2 separate regions of the Mus musculus genome follow, and region 1 is linked to region 2. A link is a contact called in public Hi-C data. All regions are on one chromosome and are shown on one strand. Each heading gives the region's core, a stretch centred on a gene start, on an enhancer-like site or on the middle of the called end of the contact. The rest is flanking DNA. Distances are from core to core; before and after follow the strand shown.

What was found. Hi-C and Micro-C count contacts between places; a contact is called where the count stands out from the background.
Region 1: a contact with region 2 is called in a Hi-C map of bone marrow-derived macrophages, with 26 read pairs. The contact joins two enhancer-like sites. A contact is called at or near these places in 8 of 484 Hi-C or Micro-C datasets (the G1E-ER4 cell line, Th2 cells, bone marrow-derived macrophages and 3 more), 6 of 115 datasets of contacts at active chromatin or transcription factors (the HPC-7 cell line, bone marrow-derived macrophages, embryonic stem cells and 2 more) and 5 of 9 other capture datasets (adipose tissue, bone marrow-derived macrophages, embryonic stem cells and 2 more).

What each region holds. Positions count from the first base shown.
Region 1 is chr10:40,442,382-40,449,701 of GRCm38.p6, forward strand. All of the region lies in intron 4 of Cdk19 (cyclin-dependent kinase 19), which reads left to right. Among named protein-coding and RNA genes, the nearest start is that of Gm32234, 8.0 kb to the right of the region's middle. Within about 2 kb of position 5,665, at least 92 of the 459 cell types and tissues checked have an H3K27ac peak or open chromatin away from gene starts, as enhancers often do. A contact at or near this core is called in the G1E-ER4 cell line, the HPC-7 cell line and bone marrow-derived macrophages, where this site is marked.
Region 2 is chr10:40,271,415-40,279,013 of GRCm38.p6, forward strand. No RefSeq gene overlaps it. Among named protein-coding and RNA genes, the nearest start is that of Rnu3a, 17 kb to the left of the region's middle. Within about 2 kb of position 4,802, at least 93 of the 459 cell types and tissues checked have an H3K27ac peak or open chromatin away from gene starts, as enhancers often do. A contact at or near this core is called in the G1E-ER4 cell line, the HPC-7 cell line and bone marrow-derived macrophages, where this site is marked.

The sequences.
Region 1 (7,320 bases), core at 4,415-6,914, 170 kb after region 2:
TTCTTTCCGGTTGCTTTAGTTAGGTTGTTTGTCCCAACAACAGAAACAAAACCAGAGCACATACTGATAAACAAAAAAACAAGAATGGCAGAGCTCTGTCTGCAGAGGAAGTTTCCATAATCCCCAGGAAGGATTAAGCTTGATAGTGTGAATGGGCCTGGGGCCTTGATTGGCCTTGAGGTGGAGGGGAGCGAGCTCTAGACAGAGCAGTGTGGGATAGGGAGAAGTAAACATGGTCAGGCCTTAAAGGGAAGGAGAGGCTTCCTGGAGAAGACCTTGGTTAGGAGTAAGAATGAGAAAAGTGTGTGGGGTGACTTGGGAGAAGGGAGGAGGCAGCACCAGCCAGCCAGCCGCGAGCCGGGAGGGGACACTTGTGCTGGTGAATTTTTTGCCAACTTGACACAGGTAGAGTAATCATCTGAGAAGTGGGAGCCTCGAAAGAGAAAGCACCTCCAAAAGATAGGGCTGTAGGCAAGCCTTTCTGGCATTTTCTTAATTAGTGATAGACGTGGAAGGGCCCAGCCCACTGGTGCAGTGCCGCACCTGGGCAGGTGACCCTGGGCGCTATAAGAAAGCAAGCTGAGCAGGCTGAAGGGAGCAAGCCAGTAAGTCACACTCTTCCATGGCCTCTGCTCCAGTTCCTGCTTTGAGTTCCTGCTTTGAGTTCCTGCTCAGACCTCCCTCAGTGACTTTGAGTATGATCTGAGCTAGAGTTACAAGATGAAATAAAGCTTTTCCACTCTAAGTTGTTTGTAGCCAAGGTGCTTTATCTAGGTAATAGGAACCCTAAGAAAGTTGGTAGTGGGGGTGGGGATGGGGAGGGGTTAATCCAGGCGGTGTACATGTGCACATTTGCACACACACAAAGACACATAAACAAAAATAAAAATAGCTACAAAGAGAAAAGCAGACAAAACCAAAGGCCATAGACAGGAGCAGGAGCCTTAAGGTTTTGAAGGAGGCTGGTTATATTAACACTAAACTAGCCATCAATCTTGATGGCAAAATTTATATAAAATGCTATTTCCACTTTAATTACAAGTTGATAAGTTGTGATAAATGGTTACCCAGGTGGTCACCAGTACTGGCAGTGTTCAGATCTCTTATTGAGCACTCAGGGATCTCTCACGTAAGACTGACACACTTTGCTTTCTTCAGGTCACGGGTGACGGTTCTATTGTCCTCTGAGCGTACATTGACTTGTAGAGGCAAGGAACTGAGTCAGTGTGCCTAGAGATTGCCAGAGCTGGCCTGGGGAGAGTCTGCGGGAGGCCTGAGTGTTCAGTTAGAGAGAGCTCAGTTTGCCGCTGTTCTCTGATACGCTTTATTTCTTTTATAATGAGAATGAACAAGACACACAGATAAAAATTAAACTAAATAAAAAGTAAAAGAGGAAGAAGCAAGCCCGTAGATGGGGCTTTGGACTGTGAGGGCTGTGACTAACCCTGGAACAGAGACATTGTTTTTCTAAGTTAATTTTATTTGAATGAGTGTCATAGATGCAAATAGAAAACTTTTTTGTTGTTGCTTCTGTGGGATGTATTTCTTAATGCTGAACCTGAATGCCGGTGCGGTGTTATTGCTGCTGCTGATAGCAGTGTGCAGTATAGTTTTATTTTCTCCTCTGGACTTTGAAGTGTATTAGGTAAATAGCCTTCCAGATACATGCACTTCTTTTGCACCGAGCTTTTTTTTAAATGTTGCTTTTTTTATTGGTTCTTGTTAGAGAAGAGAAAACCATATCCTGCTGTTCAGGCCTACGATCACTTCTGAATAGCAGACAAAGAAGTCCATTGTTAATGCTGGCAGTGCTAGGCTGGCAGGCATTGTTGAATGTGAGTACTAGGTCGGATTAACATAACTGATATATTACAGATAAGACCAGCCTGGTTTTAAGGTAAAATGAAACTAGTCATGTACTTAGAATTACACGTTTCTAATTTACACATAGCTTACATCACCTATAGACACAAAACGTAAAAGGGAAGACTTTCTTGCCTACAGATACATTAGAAATACATTTTCAATAATGGCTAGGTGCTCCAGATAAAGAAGCCTTTTACCCTACAATGTGCCTAATATGTACTAGACACTGTTCTGAGCACTTGGGAATGTAAGAATCAATAACACATAACCTTTCCCTCATTGGATCCATTGTGGGGAAATTTATACACAGGTAGTCATAAAAATGCTTTAAAAGAAACTACAGGGTAGGGTTGTAGTTCACAGAGAACTCTTACCTAGCCATGAGCAACAAGGCTCTCATTCCTAATACTCAAGTGCTCTCCCTTTCCTTCTCCCTCTCCCTCATACCCAGACACACTCAGACACACACACAAACCCAGACACATACACCCCCCCCCCCACACACACACACACCATTCAAGGACTAGCTCAGCGTACAGTACTGAGAACACGGAAGTGGAGCCTAAGCAGCTGGGTGAGGGCCTTGGAACACTGCACATAAGCTCATATGGTGAAAGCAGTGGGTCTCGGAGCATTGCAGGCAGAAGAAATGGCACCAATAAAGATGTAGACTAAGAAACTACCGACAGGTTGGTATCACTGCAAAAGAGAAAAGGCAAAAAAGCAAGGAAGACCAGTTATGGTGGATCCTAATTGTTGTCTTTAAAATATGGGTTTTCCTAGGCCAGTCAAGTTTTTAAGCGAGATGGCTCAGGGTTATGGAGCTGGTATGGACTCATAGGCAGCAGCTCTATCAAGTAGCTGTAGTCAGCTGGTGAGAAAACATGAAGCTCTGAGCAAGCTGATGAGTAAAAAGAGGAGGAAAGGCCATTGTGAATACTTAGTTCTTAAGAAGCAGAGGAGCAATGACTAGATTCAAGGACAGGGCCAAGGTCAGACTTCTGCTTTTGTTGACCCAGGAATACTAGGAAAAGACAGTTTTGTTAGGGAGAAGGAAAAATTAATCTTAGATGGAAGGAGTTTATGGTACTTGTGAATATGATCTATTTCTAAGATAACATGGGAGATTAGAGACCTAGTAGTCTTAATTTGGGGATCATTAGTGTACATGTGGTTTTTGGAACCCCGGAATAAAATCCAAAATTTTAAAACATATCAGAAATAATCTTAGTATATTTTAGGGTGTTCATTCATCTCTTGATACTTCTATTAAAATTGGGATGTTACCCATCAAAGGACACTTGTACCTAACCCCATAACTAGGTAGATTGTGAGTGTTCACCATTGGGAACGTACTTCATATTTTGTTCCATAGCCGACTAGTGTATGGCAGGGCTCTGTTCTCTAATGTCTAGAAGCGTGAAGTCGCATTCTTGCATTTCGCACCTCTGCCTTTCCCATCCCTCTTCCCCACTCCTTTCCCTTTGGCTTTTTGTTTGCTGGCTTGTTTGCTTGTTTTGCTTTGTTTTTAGGTAGCCTTAGCTATCTGGGAATTCATAGAGTTATATTTGCCTCTGCTTCTCAAGTGCTGATATTAAGGGAGTATTCCACCATGTCCAGCAATCTCTATTTATTCGTTTGTTTGTTTGTTTGGAGATTGGCTCTCGTTTCCTAGACTAGCCTTGAATTTGCTAAGTAACCAAGAAAGACTTTGAACCCTGCATCCACTTCCCAAATGCTGGGATTACTGGTTTAGTCACTGTGCCTTGCTGTATTTTTAAATGCTCAGCTATCCAATTAATGAAGTTTTTTATGGTATAGATAATTACGGTAGAGTAATGTCTGCAAATGACTACTCTGTTTGTTCAAGAAAAGAAAGCACAGTGCTTCCTGTTGGGTAGTTATTTGTTCTGTAGCACAGAATCTTATTTGTTCAGGGGAACAATGAAGAACAGTGTGCAAAATAAATATCCTGGGATTTGACTTCTGTATCAAATGTGAGGGGAATTGTACCACACTGTATTTAAATGAAAGCATAGTTGTAGCCATTAATATCAGGCCAGCATTGTCCATTGTTACAGCAACTAACCCAACTTAACTCTGAGTCCCTGTCCCTACCATTCAAGACTGGGTCACTCGTGTGTCTGCTGTTGGTCTTTGGTGCTGTTAAGAGTCATACTGAGATTCCCAGATATGCTGAAGTAGGGAGTGCAAAGCAAACGGAGTAGAATGTTTGTGGATTGCTGTGGTTGTTCTATTTATGATAAACCAATTAGCTGAAGGAAATTTAACCCTGCGAAATAATTGATCCTATAAACAGAAAAGCAGATCAGGAGTACATATAAAGTATCCTGTGTAGGATTAAGAATTACTAAATTCTGTAGAAATATGAATATTAAAGGACTAGCCCTGTATAATCATGCTACTGTTGCATATTTTCATGACTTGCCTTTAGAATAGAATTTAACTAAAACCCTGTAGCTTTGATTTTTGTCTGTTTGATTTTATTGCTGATAACTTGAGGCATCCAGCTTCTGCCATTTCTGCCGTTTCTATGGCAACTAAAGTGTGCAAGCCCAGCAGTATCACTTTCTTTCACAGCTGGCATTTTGTGTTCACAGTAAGGAGAAGAGTTTTGGTGAAGCGTGCGGGTCTGTGCTAATTGGGATGTAACTGGGTCAGAACAATTTTGGTTTGCTTTTTTTGTCTGTTAAGGTTTGTGGTGGTTGTGTTAGGTTTGGGTATTGAATACCTCAATTCCTTTTTATTATTAATTTATTAATAGTAGTATGTAAATAAAAATATATTAATTATTAAAGTTAGTCTGTTAATAATTAAAAACTCAGAGACACAATCCAGTATGAAATCTTGAGAATGGGATAGAGTTGTTCTAAGCCTGGTTTCGTAGCCCTCTATACCCTGATTATTTCTATCTTTAAAAAGTGTGAAAAAATTCTCTGAAGAGTTAACCATATTTTACCAGTGGATGGCCATATTTGCTTGTTCTGAGGGGACAGCAGGCAATCCCACTTAAGGATGAACAATGACTGGGTAATTGTAGTTATTGCCACCTGAAGGCCACCCTGGGAGTGCTGCTCAGGCTCTGCATTCCTTTCTTGGCTTGTACAAGAATTGGTAGGACGCCCCTGCTCCAGGCCAGCTACTGCCCCTGCCTTCATGTCAGCCAGCACATGGTTCATGGGCTTTGAGTATGCGGTCACAAGGACACCCTGGAGCCTCCTGCTCTTCCCTGCAGGCTCATTTCATGGTGGTGCCAGCACTGTTTTTCAACATAACCTGACCACAAGAACTCCTAATGAGCTAAGTGGCACAAGCCTATTTCCTGTCCTTACATTTTATTTATTCTATGAAGCTATTTGTCGTTCCCAGGTCACAGACTTTGTTGTACTTATATCTTAGAATTTTAAAGTGCTTTAAAAATCTCAGACCTTAGGAGTTACAAGTGTTATGGGAAAGAGTATGCAAAATAGCTTGTACAATAGGATGATGTTACAGTGTAAGCATCATGACCTGTCAGAGGTTCTCACTTACGGCCTTCAGAGGCTTCCTTTGAGTTTGCCTTTGTCTTCTTTACACTAACTTGTTTATTTAGGACACCTTGGCTTCTGTAATTGAAGAAAAACTACTTTTACTGGGCCACCAGTGACCTACTCATTCATTCTGGTCATGTCCTCAGATTTCTTGTTTACATCTGACAGGCACGCAGAGGGGCTCTGTGCACTCTAGATGCTCGCTCATCTTTTCTCCTCTGACCTTTCTCCAGCTTCCTGCCTCCCCTCCTCTCAAGCTCCCTGCTCACCTGCACCTCTGTGGCAGCCCTCTGCCACTCTGGAAATACAGACTCAAGAATGTGGCCAGTTTTTGTTACTCAAAGAGCTTGTGCTAAAAAGTGGAACCACTTGAAACAGGAAACAAAGCCTTCCTTGGTTTCCTTTTTATACTGGCCATCCTTCTAGTCTGCCTTGTAACCGCCTTGCTTCTTCAGATCTTGTAGCTCACCAGGAACGTGTTTGCCTGGGATACTCACGTTGCTCTTTTTCTCCCTAGATGCCCCTTCCCTGAGATAGCCAGGTGTCACGCTCCCTCCTGCACTGCCTTCAGATCTTATACCAAATGCTACCTCCTCAAAGGGGCTTTCTCTGTAGAGTATAAAATAATGCTTAAACCCTTGAAGACAATGCCTTTCAATCCCATTCCTTGTTTTCTTGGTTGTCCCATCATCTTAATAGGCACATGCAAAAATGTTTGCTATATTTATGTATGCTAGACCCATAAAAATACCATGACCTAAGAACCTTCCACTTAGCAAGTGGAGAGTGCTTGCTTTGTTTTCTCCCTGTCCTAGGATCTTCCTCTTCCTACGACTTAGCAGATGGCCTAGATTTTGAAACATTTATTCTCTTCAGTCTAAAAATAGGTTTAGCTTACTGCGCGTAAGCTTAAATACCACATTTATCTCTGCTTGGGTTTAAGCTATATGAAATAGTGTCCTGTTACAAGTATCATTTAAGACTTTCTTTTTTCATGCAGTATAATACTTCCAATATTAACAGTGCATTAATTGATATGTCAATAATTTTCTTAAAATGAAGAACTGCATCACAAACATTCTCTGGTATGATGTAAAAGTGAAATTATGGATTCAAAGTGATTCACTTACTCACTTTTGCAAGATTATGCCAAATTATTTTCCAAACACATTGTGTCAGTGCATTCCCAGTCGACTGGACGGAGTTAGCACGGCTGCGCTTCTGTTGCTCAGGTGTGTTTTTGGAAGGATAAAAAGGATAGAGGATAAAAAGGATAGAGGATGGGGCTGGTGAGATGGCTCAGCATGTAAGAGCACCCGACTGCTCTTCCGAAGGTCCAGAGTTCAAATCCCAGCAACCACATGGTGGCTCACAACCATCCGTAACGAGATCTGACTACCTCTTCTGGAGTGTCTGAAGACAGCTACAGTGTACTTATGTATAATAAATAATAAATCTTAAAAAATAAATAAATAAAATTAAAAAAAAAAAGGATAGAGGATAAAAAGCCACCTCAGTGCTCCTGCTGACTTAGGGCAACATCTTTCCATTTGTTTTTTATTAAAATAGATTTTTTTGCTATAGTTTCATGTCAAAATTTTTTTTTCTATTTTTCAGTTGACTTTTCATTTTGACTTCTAGAAGGTATCTTATAAATAGTTACCCTGTTTGTGTTGAGGACTTAATTTTCTTTGGTTTTGATGATTTGAGATTTTCTTAATGTAGCAAAATTTATCAGTCTTTTGTGTTAAAAAATTTTAATGTCTTCATAAAGAAATTTGCTCAGGGATGGAGAGATTGCTCAGTAGTCAGCCGTTGCTTCTCTTGCAAAGGACCTAAGTTTGGTTCCTAGTACCCACATTGGGTAGCTCACAGCCTCCTCCAACTACAGCTCAAGCGGGTC
Region 2 (7,599 bases), core at 3,552-6,051:
TCAAACTGTAACAGCTTCTGACTTGAACAATGGTGGATAAAAATCTAGCTGCAAGAACAATTAATACAGTCGGTAGATGCTTGCCCAAGGGTTGAGAGGTGCTCTAGTGAATGGAGAAGAAAGGGAGCCACACTCTGCTCACTTTGGAGTCACTGGGCTCAACAAAGATGCCCTTTCTTTCCCAAGCCCCATATGGAAGGGTGCTCTTCAGAGTGGGAAGAATTGAACGAGAGTTGTTTTACTTGTAGGTGATTGATTACCTTTGAACTTCTTTTTTTTTTTAAAGATTTATTTATTTTTTTATTTATGCATATGAGTACACCGTAGCTGTCTTCAGACACAGCAGAAGAGGGCATCAGATCCCATTATGAATGATTGTGAGCCACCATGTGGTTGCTGGGAATTGAACTCAGAACCTCTGGAAGAGCAGTCAGTGCTCTTAACCTCTGAGCCATGTCTCCAGCACACCTTTGAACTTCTAACACTTTGTTTTTATCATCTACACTCCCATTGCTGGGTTGTTTCTTAGCTGAAGCTGTAATTAAATTGGAGCGTTATCGGATTGCATTGTGCATCAGATGTATACACACTGAGTTAAATTTCTATCCTGCATTGTCAGGATTGAAGACCAGATGAAGACCATCAATATCTACACAAGCAAGCAAAAACTGTTCTGTCCCACCAAGTTAAGTGAGTAAGGCAACTCAAAATAATCTTGGGGTGTCTAAATAAGCAAGTTACAGAAGCAAAAAAAGAGCAGTTAGTCATGTCATAGCAAGACGATCGTCACAGCTGTACGTTTTTGGGTTGGGGTCCCTGAGTCAGGGTTACTGGGAACTTATCTTGCAGGGACTGGAGTCAGAGACAAATGATGGGTACCAAAGTGGATACCCTATCATAAAAGGGAGCTTCTTTCACCATAACCATTTGGATAAGATTTTGGTGGTCTTGGTGGCCACCAGGCACACACACAGCACACTTACATGCATGCAAACATTCGCACACATAAATAAGATAAATATCTAGAGAAACCCATAAGCCTCAGCAGAGTCTATTAAGGGTACATGGAGTGATCAGCACGGATGCTGTTGTATTAAAGCTGCCATAGGGGGCTGGAGAGATGGCTCAGTGGTTAAGAGCACTGACTGCTCTTCTGAAGGTCCTGAGTTCAAATCCCAGCAACCACATGGTGGCTCACAACCACCCGTAATGAGATCTGATGCCCTCTTCTGGTGCGTCTGAAAACAGCAACAATGTACTTACATATAATAATAAACAAATATTTGGGCCAGAGAGAGCGGAGCTGGAGCAAGCAGAGGTCCTGAGTTCAATTCCCAGCAACCACATGATGGCTCACAACCATCTGCACAGCTACAGTGTACTCATATACATAAAATAAATAAATAAATCTTTAAAAAAAATAAAACAATAATGCTGTCATAGCCATGAGCTCTGAACAGCAAGTGTGGAAAGGCAGTCAAGGACAGTGCTGTGCACTGTAAAGTACACTGAGTTCCCGCAGCTGACTCTGAGAGGGTGGCACCTGGGTAGGAAGTTCCTTTCTGTCACAGAGCAGTGTGATAGGACCGGACAGTATAAACCAAGCCCATTTCTATGCACAAGAGTTTTATAGCAACAATTAATGTCTTGAGCCTGTTTCTGAACATAAGTCTTCAGAACACACCTCTTTCTCATGTTGAAGAGGGCAGATCTGTGCACACACCTAACCTGGGTTACAACCCTATCCTTCTGAGCTTCCCGGTGTGGAAATGCAGCCGTGCCTGTCCTAGAACTTGCTGTGGACCAAGCTGGCCTTGAACTCATGGAGACCTGCCTGCCTCCGACTCTAGACTGCTGGGATTAAAGTCAAGTGCCACCACCAACCAGCCACACAGCAGGGGCTTTTCTTTCTTTCTTTCTTTTTTTTTTTCAAGACAGGGTTTCTCTGTATAGCCCTGGCTGTCCTGGAACTCACTTTTGTAGACCAGGCTGGCCTCGAACTCAGAAATCCGCCTGCCTTGCCTCCCAGCTGGTCAGGGGCTTTTCTATGTGGACATTACTGTAACCCAGGAACAAATAGGCATTGTAAGCCCCTTTCTGTAAGACCCTGCTAACTTTGGACACACTTTAGGAAGGGAAGGCCGAACTTTACCTAACTAGTAACAGGCTTTGCTTGGTTTGGGGTTTTTTCCTTGTCAATTTCTCATAAGGTCTGTATTCCATGAAACGATGGATGCCACAAACAGAGCGCAGAACCATGCTCTAACTCACATGGTGTCCCCAGCATCCTGTGCATCACAGGACTTACATACAGGCAAAACACCCATACGCACAAAATAAAAATAAATATTACCAAAACTCCACATACACTTCTATTTAGAATTATATTGCATACCAAATACAATCATATTTGTTAGGGTCCAAGAATCACTGAAGGAAGACAGACCCCAGACTCAGATGGTATGCAAAGACAAAGAACATCCATTCTGCAGAAACAGCCAGCATGAATAGATCAACTGTTCATCAAAATGGCAACGACTTGAGGGGCTCGTGGGCCGTTTTTATGCAGACCTAGGGGAACTTTCCAGAAGGTTTAGGCAACCTCTGACATGATTGGTAGAGACAAAGCAGCAACATTAGCACAAGTTTGATTGGTTGCTATGTTGGTTTATCTGTATTTGGAGAGACCTTGAGGAGTCTCAGAAGCCAGCTCAGTTCTGGCCTTGTTATCTGCTCCATCCAGGTGTCCAGGGCTGACTCATCTCCAGACTTGGCCTCCCTAAGTCGGGGCCATCACTGACTAAAGGCCCATTGTCAGTGGCTTCTTCTGAGGAGCCCAGCATACTTTCCGGGGAACTCAAATTTTTATTCCCAAGGTTTTTGGACCTCTCAGTTTCACTTAAAGTTGAAGCTTTGCCAAGTGAAATGGCACACATCTTTAATCCCAGCACTCAGGAGGCAAAAGCAAACAGATTTCTGTGAGTTAGAGACCAACCTGGTCTACATAGTGAGTTCCAGGAAAGCCAGGGCTACATAGTAAGAACCTGTCTCAAAAAGAAGAGGGGCTGGAGAGATGGCTCAGAGGTTAAGAGCACTGACTGCTCTTCCAAAGGCCCTGAGTTCAAATCCCAGCAACCACATGGTAGCTCACAACCATCCATAATGAGATCCGATGCTCTCTTCTGGTGAGTCTGAAAACAGCTACAGTGTACTTACATATAAGAGAGAGAGAGAGAGAGAGAGAGAGAGAGAGAGAGAGAGAGAGAGAGAACTGACTGCTCTTCCAGAAATCCTGAGCTCAATTCCCAGCCACCACATGGTGGCTCACAACCATCTGTAATGGGATCGGATGCTCTCCTTTGGTGTATCTGAAGATAATGACAGTGTATTCATATACATAAAATAGATAAATCTTGGGGAGGGGGTGAAGAAAAAGAGGAAGAGGGGGAAGTGGAAGAAGAAGGAGGCAGAGGAGAAGAAAGACGAGTTATTTTAAGGTCAGCAAGCTGTCTCAGTAAGTAGAACTGCCTAAGTTCAATCCCCAAATCCTTCAAGGTAGAAGAGAAATGACTTCTGACAGCTGACTTCTGACCACCACATGAACTCTATGGTGCATGAGCACCAACACACACACAGCACATATACCATACACACACAGAAACACACAACACACACACAGCACACATACCACACACACACAGAAACACACAACACACACACAGCACACATACCACACACACACAGAAACACACAACACATACACACACAGAAGCACACATACCACACACACACAGAAACACACAACACATACACACACAGAAACACACAACACACACAGCACATATACCATACACACACACACACACACAACTTTTAACAGATCCTTTATCTATCTGTAGCCCCTGTAAGGCTGAAGCAGGAAGATCACAAACCAATTTGGGCTACACAGTGAGTCTCAGGCTATTCTGAGTAAAAGTGAGACCCTATGTCAGTGTGTGTGTGTGTGTGTGTGTGTGTGTGTGTGTGTGTGTGTGTGTGTGTCCATCCATCTGTAAAACACTAAGAAAAAGTAATTTACTACAGAGTGAGTTCCAGGACAGCCAGGGCTATACAGAGAAAGCCTGTTATGAAAATCAAAAAAAAAAAAAAAGAAAGAAAGAGAGAAAGAAAGAAAGAAAGAAAGAAAGAAAGAAAGAAAGAAAGAAAGAAAGAAAGAAGAAAGAAAGAAGAAAGAAAGAGAGAGAAAAGAAAAGAAAAAGAAAAGGTAATTTAAATGTTCTTGTGATTGTTGTATTTAACAGGGTTGACAGTCTCCTGAGAAATGACAAAGGTTCACTGTAAGCATAACCTTGAAGTGCTGGAATTGGCAGCAGAGTCCACAGAACAGGGCTGACTTTCTGCTCCCAAGGTCACATTCTGGATTGGTTGTGAAGAATACTAGAGATGTGAGAGATGTGTCTATACACATATAGCAGAGCATAAAGCACGACTACAAGGATCGCTCTCAATAAAGAAGCAAAAAGAAAAATACTTGGGACCTTTTTCCCACCCCATATGCGCTAGGCCAGAGCTCCACCTCTGAGCTGTACCCTGACACTATAAGCAAGCTCTTCAGCTGCTTCTGCCTGCTTCAAAAAATAGGGGAACTGGGCTGCGTAACACCAAGGCCCCATATTGCCAGCAGCCCTGTTCCTTTTTAGGAACAAAAGGATCTTGTGGTTGAGACAGAACTAACAACAGTGAGCAGAGGACAGAGACCGAACTGCAGTGTCATTCACTCGGTAATGAAATATGAGGCACTCCATCATCACCGCGACACCCACAATTACAGCAGTCTGCCAGCACTTGCTGTAAAAAGAGCTCACTGTGCTCTCAAGATAGCCCAGTACAGATGTCAAGAAGTCCCGGTTCCTATCAGGGTTCCGGTCTTCTGAGCATCCCTCCTTCCTCAGGCACTTGTCCTGATAGGACCAGTCTCCACTCTGGAGAGTGTAAACTACTGGAGGGATATAGCCTTGTTCAAATCTCTATCCCATCTTACTATACAAAATGTCTTGCAGCTAGATAATAAGTATCATCAGATGATCACATATGGAGCAAGTACATTCCACACAAAATATTCATGTTTCCTTTATGCTAATTAAATAGATGACCCACGTAACAGGTTCATCCCCCTCTAGGAAGTACTAGCGGGCTGTTTATAGACTTTTATTAAACTGCAGCACCCTGGTGGCTCAGCACAGTGAGGAATGGTCTATATTGCCTGTTAATCTTTGAGTTCAGCTCAGCGAAGATGCACTTGCTGTGTCTTGCACCTTGTAAGCCTGGTACTTCACAACAAAGATACTAAGTTAATAGTCGATGATGGTCACGATCAACAGGAAAGGGACTAGCTTGTAAGGATTCCGGATCATTGATTACTACATTCATTCAAATGTTTGTTTCCAGAAGGACACTGCTTTGGGGTAACAGGTTCTGATCTTGGTAGGAGAGCCTGCAGCCTCTCTGAGCTCATTCCAAGGAAAGCCTTCTGGTAGAGTACTTTATCTTTTTAGCGTTCTTGAAAACTAGTGAATTTGGAAGAGAATAAAATGTAAGGGATGGAGGGTGTTGGGGGAAAAATGAAGGGAAGGAAGAAAGCAAAAGAGAGAAACAAGTTTTTTATTTATTTTGTTTTGGGGTTGTGGGGATTTGTTTGTTTATTGTTTTGTTTTGTTGTTGTTTTTTTCAAGACAGGGTTTCTCTGTATAGCCCTGGCTATACTGGAACTCACTTTGTAGACCAGGCTGGCCTTGAACTCAGACATCCACCTGCCTCTGCCTCCCGAGTGCTGGGATTAAAGGTGTGTGCCACCACACCCGGCTATAAAAAAATATTTTTTTTTGGTTTTGTTGTTTTTAAAGACAGGTTTGTCTGTCCTGGAACTTGCTCTGTAGACCAGACTGGTCTTGAACTCACAGAGTTCTGATTCATCGTCACTTTGTCACTCAATTGGACATCATTTTCAAACATGGATGCTTCTATGAACTCATTTTACCTTTTTTTGTTTGAGATTAAAGGTATGTCTGCATTCCAGCTAGAGGATTAAAGCTGTGTGTTCAAGGATGAGCCACGCCACAGCTAGAAACAGTTTTGTTTGGTTTTGGGTTAACCCAAACCTGTGTTCCACTCACATTTGGCTCCAAAACAAGATAACTCTATTTCCTTTGAAGTGAGAGTTGTGAGGTGGCTGGTGGATTGTGCACGCCTTTAATCCCAGCACTCAGGAGACAGAGGCAGGCGGATTTCTGAGTTGGAGGCCAGCCTGGTCTACAAAGTGAGTTCCAGGACAGCCAGGGCTACGCAGAGAAACCCTGTCTTGAAAAACTAACTAACTAACTAACTAACTAACTAACTAAATAAATAAATAAATAAATAAATACTCCAGCCTGTTTTGTTTGTTTGTTTGATTGTTTTGTTTGTTTGCTTGCTTTTGGTTTTTGGTTTTTCCAGACAGGGTTTCGCTGTGTAGTCCTTCAAGTCTGTTAATTACTTAATCTTTGCAGTTTTCTTTTTAAACTGGATATAACTTTACATGCTGTGTAATAAAACACAGGACACACACACACCTTCGCATGTATGTATGCAGACTCTCTGAGGACTCACAAGAAATGACAAAATGGGACATAGCTGAGAGAAAAACACAGGTGGAGTGCTGTGAATCCTTTGCACAGTTTCATGTGCACATGCTCAGTTACTGAGTGTTATATGCACACTCTTCACGACTCAATAGGAAAGTTTAATGAGCATAAATGGCAAGCAGAAGCCTGGGAATGAAGAGCCTCACATACTTTTAAAGCTTTATGCACTCATGTGATTTCCCTTCAGTTTCACTTGTACCAAAATTGACATTTGAAGGAAAAGCACGTGTGTGCATGGTTACACTGGGTGGGAAGTGGGGAGCAAATAATGTTTTGATGTTTAAGATAATAACTGAAACATTTTGGCCACTGGCAAATGTGGGAAAGAATGCAAGTATCAAAAATCTCCAGATAAGGTTTCCCAGAGTGCCCTGGGCAGTTTCTGTCCTCACAATAGACGCTGTGTTGAAACAGGTTTGCTGTGCCCAGCCTCCACCCATAGGCTGTGCGACTTAGGGGCTTTCCTGTACGACTAAGTCTGACAGGACAGCTTGCACCACACTTTAAATCCGAATTACTACCTTGGATCCCAAACACAATTTGAGTGGTGAAATGGGCTACCTCAAATCCTTCCCCTGAAAAATATGAGAGAGAGAGATATTTAATATTTAATATATTTGGAAGTATCTTAGTTAGGGTTTGTTAGGGTTTATAGTTTTACTGCTGTGAACAGACACTATGACCAAGGCAACTCTTTTTTTTTTCTTTTCTTTTTTCGTTTTTCAAGACAGGGTTTCTCTGTGCAGCCCTGGCTGTCCTGGAACTCACTTTGTAGACCAGGCTGGCCTCAAACTCAGAAATCCGAACCAAGGCAACTCTTATAAAGGACATTTAGTTGGGGCTGGCTTATAGGTTCAGAGGTTCAGTCCAGTATCATCAAGGTGGGAGCATGGCAGCACCCAGGTAGGCATGGTGCAGA